2 separate regions of the Mus musculus genome follow, and region 2 is linked to region 1. Evidence: chromatin contacts called from public promoter capture Hi-C data. All regions are on one chromosome and are shown on one strand. Each heading gives the region's core, a stretch centred on a gene start, on an enhancer-like site or on the middle of the called end of the contact. The rest is flanking DNA. Distances are from core to core; before and after follow the strand shown. Region 1 has its middle 21 kb from the start of Gm35740. Region 2 overlaps Xkr5 (X-linked Kx blood group related 5).

What was found. Promoter capture Hi-C pulls out the DNA fragments that hold promoters and counts their contacts.
Region 2: a contact with region 1 is called in a promoter capture Hi-C map of the HPC-7 cell line. The contact joins two enhancer-like sites. A contact is called at or near these places in 1 of 39 promoter capture datasets (the HPC-7 cell line), 1 of 15 datasets of contacts at CTCF or cohesin (the NIH/3T3 cell line), 2 of 484 Hi-C or Micro-C datasets (both in embryonic stem cells), 1 of 115 datasets of contacts at active chromatin or transcription factors (embryonic stem cells) and 1 of 9 other capture datasets (embryonic stem cells).

The regions. Positions count from the first base shown.
Region 1 is chr8:18,564,525-18,568,878 of GRCm38.p6, reverse strand. No RefSeq gene overlaps it. Among named protein-coding and RNA genes, the nearest start is that of Gm35740, 21 kb to the right of the region's middle. Within about 2 kb of position 1,783, at least 15 of the 459 cell types and tissues checked have an H3K27ac peak or open chromatin away from gene starts, as enhancers often do. A contact at or near this core is called in the HPC-7 cell line, where this site is marked.
Region 2 is chr8:18,934,022-18,938,375 of GRCm38.p6, reverse strand. It overlaps Xkr5 (X-linked Kx blood group related 5), which reads left to right. Exons shown (of 7, transcript NM_001113350.2): 6 at 1,038-1,149; 7 at 3,771-4,354. Among named protein-coding and RNA genes, the nearest start is that of Gm40464, 14 kb to the left of the region's middle. Within about 2 kb of position 1,970, at least 144 of the 459 cell types and tissues checked have an H3K27ac peak or open chromatin away from gene starts, as enhancers often do. A contact at or near this core is called in the HPC-7 cell line, where this site is marked.

The DNA.
Region 1 (4,354 bases), core at 534-3,033:
ATGTGGCTAACAGGGACAAACCCCCTCTTCAGCGAAGACAGCAAGGAGAACTTTTGAGTGGAACAGAGAGTCACTGCTGGGCATGGAAAAGGGAAGTGGTGTAACATGTTAGCAAATTCATTTCAAGAATGCTGACACCTGCTTCCCTTGCCTTCACAGAGAAGCTGTCCTGTGTTATCAGGTTCTCCAGTTGAGGGCATTAGTGGTTGAGACAGTGGTGGTGCATTGAATGGGCTCTCACAACAGATTGCAGCCATAGAAGTGAATATATACATTGTACGCCAGGGACTGTGGTCAACAATATTCACATTTAACCCCTCAGCAAACCCTCACGGAGGCATGGTCTTCACTGACTGCATATATGGTAAGACAGCTCAGGAGTCAGACAGGTCAGATAACTTACCAAGACCGAAAGTTACAGCCAGGGCAGGGCCCAGACCTCTGCCTATATAAGTACATAATTCCAAGTCTCATGAAATGAAAGAACATATGTAAAGGACCGCAAGAGGTTTACCACTAAATATAACTGGTTAAACTGTCCACTACATAGTGAGCTAAGTGGATTCAGAATGCTTAAAAGCATCTTATTATTTTGGAAAGTATCCTCAAGTGCATATATATATATATATATATATATATATATATATATATATATGTATGTATATATATATATACACATATATATTTTTTGGTGCATTAGGATAAGTACTTTGGCAGGTCAAAGAACAGTGTCTTTAGAGATGCCTTAGATAATTCCTGGAGGATGTTAACAAGTTGCCTTCATGGCCGACTGGACCCTGCAGGTGTAGTTTCAGGTGTGACCTTGAGATGGACAAATTTACTGACTCACTGAGCTCAGGGTGGTCTCTAGACCATAAACGAGGAAGAGGATGTGGCTGTGGAAGCAGAAGGTAAATGCATAGGCTCACAAGTCAAGAACCGCAGACACTGGAAGATGTCAGAGACAGGGGCTCCTGTGGGACTTTCAGTAGGAACTTGGCTCTCAGAACCAGAATTTGAACTCAGAATTTGAGCCCAGAAAAATTCATGATGGATTTCTGTTCTCTGAAGTGGCCATTAAATCTGTAGCTGCTTGCTATACACAATGGCAATAAGAAATTAATACAGAGACATGAACAGAGATGTACAAGCAGTGGCTAATGGATAGAAAACTCTGCAGTAAGCTATGCCCTTCACTCCAAAGCATCTTCTCAGAACCCACAGACAGTCTTGTAGTGTGTTTTTCTTACTTCTGTTGTTACTGTGACCAAGTACCTGAGAGGAAGTTATCTGGGGAGGACAGCATATTCTGGCTTACAGTTCTAAGGGAACACAGTCTATCACGACTGGGAAGAATAGTGGGGATGACTGGTGGCAGGAGCAGGAGGCCAGCTGGTCACATTGTATCTATACAGGAAGCACAGTGGCAGAGCAGGAGGCCAGCTGGTCACATTGTATCTACACAGGAAGCACAGTGGCAGGAGCAGGAGGCCAGCTGGTCACATTGTATCTACACAGGAAGCACAGTGGCAGAGCAGGAGGCCAGCTGGTCACATTGTATCTACACAGGAAGCACAGTGGCAGGAGCAGGAGGCCAGCTGGTCACATTGTATCTACACAGGAAGCACAGTGGCAGAGCAGGAGGCCAGCTGGTCACATTGTATCTACACAGGAAGCACAGTGGCAGAGCAGGAGGCCAGCTGGTCACATTGTATCTACACAGGAAGCACAGTGGCAGGAGCAGGAGGCCAGCTGGTTACATTGTAGCTACACAGGAAGCACAGTGGCAGAGCAGGAGGCCAGTTGGTTACATTGTATCTACACAGGAAGCACAGTGGCAGAGCAGGAGGCCAGCTGGTCACATTGTATCTACACAGGAAGCACAGTGGCAGAGCAGGAGGCCAGCTGGTCACATTGTATCCATACAGGAACAGGAGCGTGAAAAGGAAGTGGGGCTGAATTATAAAATTCCAGGGTCTTCGGGGTTCTACTTCTTCCAGTGAGAATTCACCTCCTGAAGCTTGCAGAATTGTAGAACCCAGTGCTAAAATACAGGAGCCTGTCCCCCAATGAAGAAGCTAGAGAGAGCACACAAGGAGCTGAAGGGGTCTTCAACCCTATGGGTGGAACAACAATATGAACTAACCAGTACCCCCAGAGCTTGTGTCTCTAGCTGCATATGTAGCAGAAGATGGCCTAGTCGCCATCACTGGGAAGAGAGGCCCCTTGGTCTTGCAAACTTTATATGCCCCAGTACAGGGGAATGCCAGGGCCAAGAAGCGGGAGTGGGTAGGTAGGGGAGCAGGGCAGGTGGGAGGGTATAGGGAACTTTCGGGATAGCATTTGAAATGTATATAAAGAAATTATCTAATAAAAAAATAGATAAAAAAGAACCCAGGAGCCCGTGAGGGACATATACATTCAAACCCACTCCACGTTCAGGCCAGGATTAAGGACTGAAGCTGAGTGCAATTAGCAGGAGCTGCTGAGACTAAGTTCTCACAAGGCAAGATCACGCAAACATAAAATGTCAGTATGCTTTAGAGATTATTGAGTTTGCTAATTAATAAGGGGATCTACAAAACATTAAGTCCACTTCAAAGTCCATCCCAGACACTGCACGGTTGGAGAGCTCAGGATAAACAGGTTAGATAAGATTGCTGCCTGCGACACAAGACGGGTTCATGTACAGCACCGCCACTAACAGTTGGGTGGTCATCCTTTCCTCATGCAGTTTCCTTTCTGTTGGAAAATCTATGTATTGACACACACCTTTACAAGTCTGCAATTGCTACTCAAGAGCAGACATTCAAAATCACTCCGTGGGCCCTTACTGCCTCTGACGAGGAAGGAAAAGCTTAGGAAGCTGACATTTTGCCTAGTGTCTGAATTTTGAAGACCACCCCCCACCCCTTTTTTTTGAGACCAAGTTTCAGGTAGCCCAGGCTGGCCTTATGGAGCTAAAGAGGGCTTTGAACTCCAGATCCTCTACCTCCTGAAGGCTGAGATTACGGCTGTGTGTCATAATGCCTGTTTTATGAGGTGCTTGGGATAGAACCAGGGTCTTCATTCATGCTAAGCAAACCCAGACACTAACAGCTACACCCTCAGTCCTTGACTACGTGTTCTCAATATTGATCACCCAGCCTGGTGACTTTCAGGCCACCAAGCTGTTGGGAACACACAGAAGTGATTAGAGTCTCGTGCTGGCGCAAGACGAGTATGCCTACAAGCTCCCTTGACAGTCTAGAAACGGGGCAATAATAACAGGGGAGACTCGGAGCAAGCAGAATTTAAATGAGACTGTTGGTACCGCCACTGGTGTCCTCTGTAGAACCGAGACAGGGAAATAACTTAAAGATGTAATTTATAGCCTAAAGGAACCAGGAGGCTGAAGACTTAAGTAAAAAGAATCTCAGTGACAAGTGGATTAGCTTTACAAAGAGTCCCTCAACATCTGTCATGTTTTAAAAATTATCCCATCCATGTAACTTGGTAGGATACCAGGAAACATCTAGCTCGAGAAAGGATTAATGGAAAAACGTTTTCTTCGTAAAGTCTATACAGTTAACATTTTCTAAAAATTCATTAAGAGATAAGTAATAGAGGGGCAATTAATCCCGGAACTATCTCCTATTAATTTGTAAAATAATTCAATTAGGGCAGGTGAGTCATAGATCAGTATGCACATCCCCCGGTATAATTCCAAAAAATTAATTTATCCCTGAAATACATCGTCTTTAGGTAAAACGTGCCTGGTCTTGCATCAGCCCCCAGATATTGCAAAAGTTTAGAAAAGTCCGTGTGAAATTGTACAAGACATTTAACTATTATTAATGAGAAATTTGCGGTTTTGAGTATATATTTTGTCTATATATTTAGCGATTATGTATTTACGGTTTAACTATATATTTATTATCTTCTTCACAGAAACCCAACATAAGGGACGGTCTGTGTGCACACAAGATGTGTGCATGACTAGAGCCCTTACGAAGACCAGGACGAGTCGGCAGTTCTGAACCTGGCCACTAGGTGGCGCTGCTATGCTTTGGAAATGGCAAAGCCAAAGCCATGTGCCAACCGCACGGGAGTGCAAGGGGAAGCTGCGCTGCAGCCAGTGTCTGCAGGTGCCTGTGACACAGAACTGTAGCATAGAAGTATGAGAACACAAACTGGACCAGGCATTAAGTGAGCCTGAGCGGGGCAAGAAAACACCGAATCACGAAGTTAGAAAATGCAGACGGTCAGAAGGATAGTACCTTGGCATTACTCTTTCCATGCAGCATTTTAGAAAGGCAGCGTGGATGCTACCCCAGAGCTAGGAAACCCCAGGATACTTGCCTTAGCCTGTTTG
Region 2 (4,354 bases), core at 721-3,220, 370 kb before region 1:
GAGGGGTTGGTTCATCTCAGCATGCACACAACCTAAGAAGTATGTTAGAAATGAACTCCAGGCCAACGTGCAGCTCTTGGTAGCTACAGATATACAAAGGAATGCACCCATTGCTTTCAAGAGTCCCAGAGAAACAGAGAGCCTCTGAGGCCAAGACTCTGCCTTAAAAGAGGCTTGGAGGCATCTCCGGCAAAGCTACAGTGGTAGCAAAGGAAACACAGAGCACTAGGGGGTCCATGTGGTGCTGCCAGGGAGACAAAGGCAGAGACTAGTGTAAGGAGAGGTAACGTCCGGTCTGTAATGATACAACTGAACTCTGATTTATACCGAGGTGGTGGGAAAGTTTAGAAGGGAGAGGAGAGAGCAGGGAGAGGGAAGTATGAGGCTTGAGTCATAGAAATGGAGATGTGTAGAAATGGAGGGAGGGAAGGTCATTGATTGACTGTCTCACCTGGTGTGTTAACTGGAGTTGTCCAGAGCAGGGACAGATGGCGGGTATCTCTATGAGTGGCAGGAGACATGGGTCTCTTGAGTTAAAGAGCAAGTGCTCGCAAGCTGGGGGAGTGACCTCCTTGAATGTTTGTATTTCAAAGCGATGTTCTCAGGTCCTTGAGGTGGGTCGTTGTGAGGGTGGGGTAGGAGATGGATAAGAACAGTGAGGGCCCTAGTTATCTCTCATTGTGTTTCCACCCGGCAGCTGTGATTCCTCAGGCAGGAAGTTCAAGGGGCTGACAATTCACCCCAGGAATGTAGCCTTGGGCTGTTAGATCAGTGCCAGCATCTGTCAGCCATCTTAGTGTGGGCTACATAGAAACACTTGTGCCAAAGCTCAGTCTATTTTCCTGTGTCTGTGACTCTGGGGATGTTCCCATGAATGACGTCAGCAAGCCTTCCTGGGTAGAAACATTCCCCCTGGAGCCTAGCTTCTGTTCGGTGGAGGCTCCTTGGTTTGTGAACCCCAGCAGGTACTAGGGACAGGAGGGAAGAGGTGCAGATAGCAGACCCCCAGGTATGGTGACTCTCTCTTGTCCCCACAGGTTATGCTGCTGGAGAACTCCATACTCTTACTACTGGCCACTGACTTTCTGCAGGGAGTACCAGGGACCAGCCTGTGGACTGTGGTGGGAGTCTTGTCTGGATTTCTGATTGGTAAGACCTACTGAGCCTTCTTAGCCACACTTCCTTTCCAACTTGTATTTGTATTTTATGTTTATTCTTTTCATTTTCAAGTGTGTGCACATATGTTATATACATATGTATGGTATATATGCATGGATGTGCATATATTGGTATGTGTAGGGATGCTCATGTGTGGTGTGTATGTGGAGGCCTGCAGCTGATGTCAGATGTCTTCCTTAGCCACTTTCCACTTACTGAGTCAGGGGTTCTTACTGAACCCACAGCTCACTAATCCCTGATTGTCTTGCGTATAAGAAGAACAATTGTTTTGTTGTTGTTGTTTTGTTTTGTTTTGTTTTTTCTTATTTAGGAACCTAGTACTGGCTGTTGCTAGGCAACTGTTGGGCGGAGCCTAGAGGAAATGCTAACAGGAAGGACAGGGAACAGGTTAGGGGCAGTGGGCAGGGGATGGGACCCATGCTGTAGGTAAGTGCCCTAAGACTCTGAGCTTAGCTTTGTAGACCTGACTAGACTGATGGGGGCCTCAAGGAAAGGTAGGAGCAGCCACGTCTGTCCAAAATGCTGCCTATACATTGAGTGGCCGATTTCTAAGCAGCATGCTTGCAAGTGAATGGCCAAACAGCGAGGTGTCCAGGCAAGAGTTACTCCGCCACCTACAAAGTGGCCTCTGTCTAGTCATCTTCCTGCGGAGAGGGGATCCACTGGGATATGATGTGACAGTCCTCACAGCTGAGAGACCTAACCACTTCGTTCACAGGCGGTATGACCCAGTCCAGTAAACAGGATAGGAGGAAGTAAAACTGCCCTGTCATCTTAGAAAGGACTGGGCTGTGTCATGCTGCTCCGTTGCCCAACAGCAGGTGGCGCTGGACACATCTGTGACTCCTTTGGCCTCCTGGCAATCTCCAGCAGGAAAGGGAGAGTATGTCAAAAGACAGAACAGGAACAACCAAACTGAGTCAGTCCTTAAACTCGGGCATTATAGAAAATTATATTTAATACATGTTTAAAGTCATATCATCGTATGTTATTGACAGACATGATGGTTTGTTTCTATAACTCCAGTGCTTAGGAGGCAGAGGCAAGAAGAGCATTGTTGTGAGTTCTAAGCCATCATGGCCTACATAGTAAGTTTGTGGCAAGCCTGGGCTAAGAAGAAAAACCCTATTAAAATATATATATCCAGAAACAGATCATGGGTAGAGTGCTTGTTTAGCATTCAAGAAGCCCCAGGTTTCATGCCCAACACTATTATAAATGAACCGTACAAGCAGTGCGATCCAAACACTTAGCTGAGACAGGAGGATTGACTCAGGTTTGAGACCAGCCTGGGCTATGAATCAAGGCTTCATCTCAAGAAAACAAGTAATATTTTTTTAAAGAGAACTATAGTATCAAGAACACAGACTTGAGATAGTTCCTGCCCAAATCCAGGCTCCCTGTTTCCTTCTTTCACTGGACAAACGTGTATTGAGTGCCTACTACACACCAGCCTGGAGCTACAGCCAAGAATCCAGCAGGTGGCAGGATCCTACAGAAAATCAACACACCCGGTGCCTCTGGCCATGGCAGATCCCGCTGCCTAACTGGTGCCCGGGGTGCACAGGGTAGTGTTGGGTAACATCCTCTGGCTTGCTGTTCTTTCCTGACCTTGCTGGGATTTGTTTGCCAAAGATGAGTGACTGCATATTGCTAGGGCTCAGTGAGAATCCAAGGCATAGAAGCTAGTATGTGAGCTATGTTCAATGCAGACAGGACTGCTGGTCCTTGTCCCCACTTCTGATTTTCCACAAACCAGTGCCCTGCCCAGGGCCTGCTCTTGTCCCCAGAGTCACTGAGGGTCTGGGGGCACTGTCCTTTGGGCTCTTCCTACGGTCTGTCATGCTGCCATCTCCTGGTGCCTTCAGCCCCCCTCCTCACACTTAGTTCCCATCTTCTACTCGCCTAATGAACACCCCTGAACACAGGCACTTTCTCCAGTGCGACAGGAAACTGGAAACAACGTGGGTGGCTTACTGGAATGCTCTGGTAAAGAGATTATTGCAGCAGTCAACACTTCTGATCGACACAAATGAAACTGACAACAATGTGATTAAGCTGTTTGTGCACAGAGGAAGTGTTGTTGTTGTTGTTCATGGAAATGCCCCGACACGGCTCTGAGGAGCATGACTGACCTCTGCTTCGGGCTCTTGTTTTTGAGGCCGCTTTCTTACCTCCTGCCTGCCCTGGCTTTGGCATCTTTCCACACTGTGCTGGTGGTGGGATTCTGAAAGATTTTGGGAGATCTCTACCATGCCTCTGGTGCTCACTCGCATGCATGCACAAATCTGCAAGTGACGCCAAGCGGTCAATGGAAGATGCCCTCCAGGAAAATGGCTGAGAGACTCAAAAGAAGCGAAGCCATGGTGTACAGTTTCAAAACATTCCTAGCTGGTAGGTGCTGGGCCCTCTTTAAAATCTTGACCCATTGATAGGGTCAGTTCTGAAATCTCAGAACCTTGTTGTTGGTCAACATTATATTGTTCCATTCAAAGTAGCCACTGAACCTGTCACTCGCAGCAGGATGTGGGGTGTCCCGGAACATAACTCTATGTTATCCCTTTTGTGGTTTTTGTTGTCTTCTGTTTCAGGGTGTGCATCGCTGGTTATTTATTACAGCTTACTACACCCTAAGTCCTCAGACATCCAGCAGAGCTTCATGAGGAAATGCTGTGGCCCCATCGAGGATAACAAACCTGAATCAGAACCTCCTCCCAGGGCCGTGGATCCCACAGGGGAGATGCCAGACAGCTCAAGCTGGTGCCAAGAGGAAAGCTATGAGCTAACAAGTCTAGATAAGGCCCCCAGCCCAGAGCAGAACACTGCAGAGGTGGGGCTCGGGGAGCAGAGATCTGGGGAGTCCTCTTTCTTCAGCCACCACCACTGGCTGTTGCTGAAACTCGCTCTCAAGACAGGAAGTGTATCTAGGATCAACGCAGCCCTCGGAGGTGACAGCCCTGGCTGCTCCTGTCCCCCTCTGCTGGGGTCGAGTCAACACTGTGATCTGCAGAGGAAACCCCTGTTTTCCCATCAAGACCTCCCATCCTCTCCCTGTGACCCTTTGACCTTGGAGAAAGGGTCTGAGTACGTAGGGGCTCCGAAAGCAGAGATGGAGTCATTGGAAACTTCAAGCTATCTCTCCTTTGCCAGCGAGCTTGAGGACAATGCAACAACC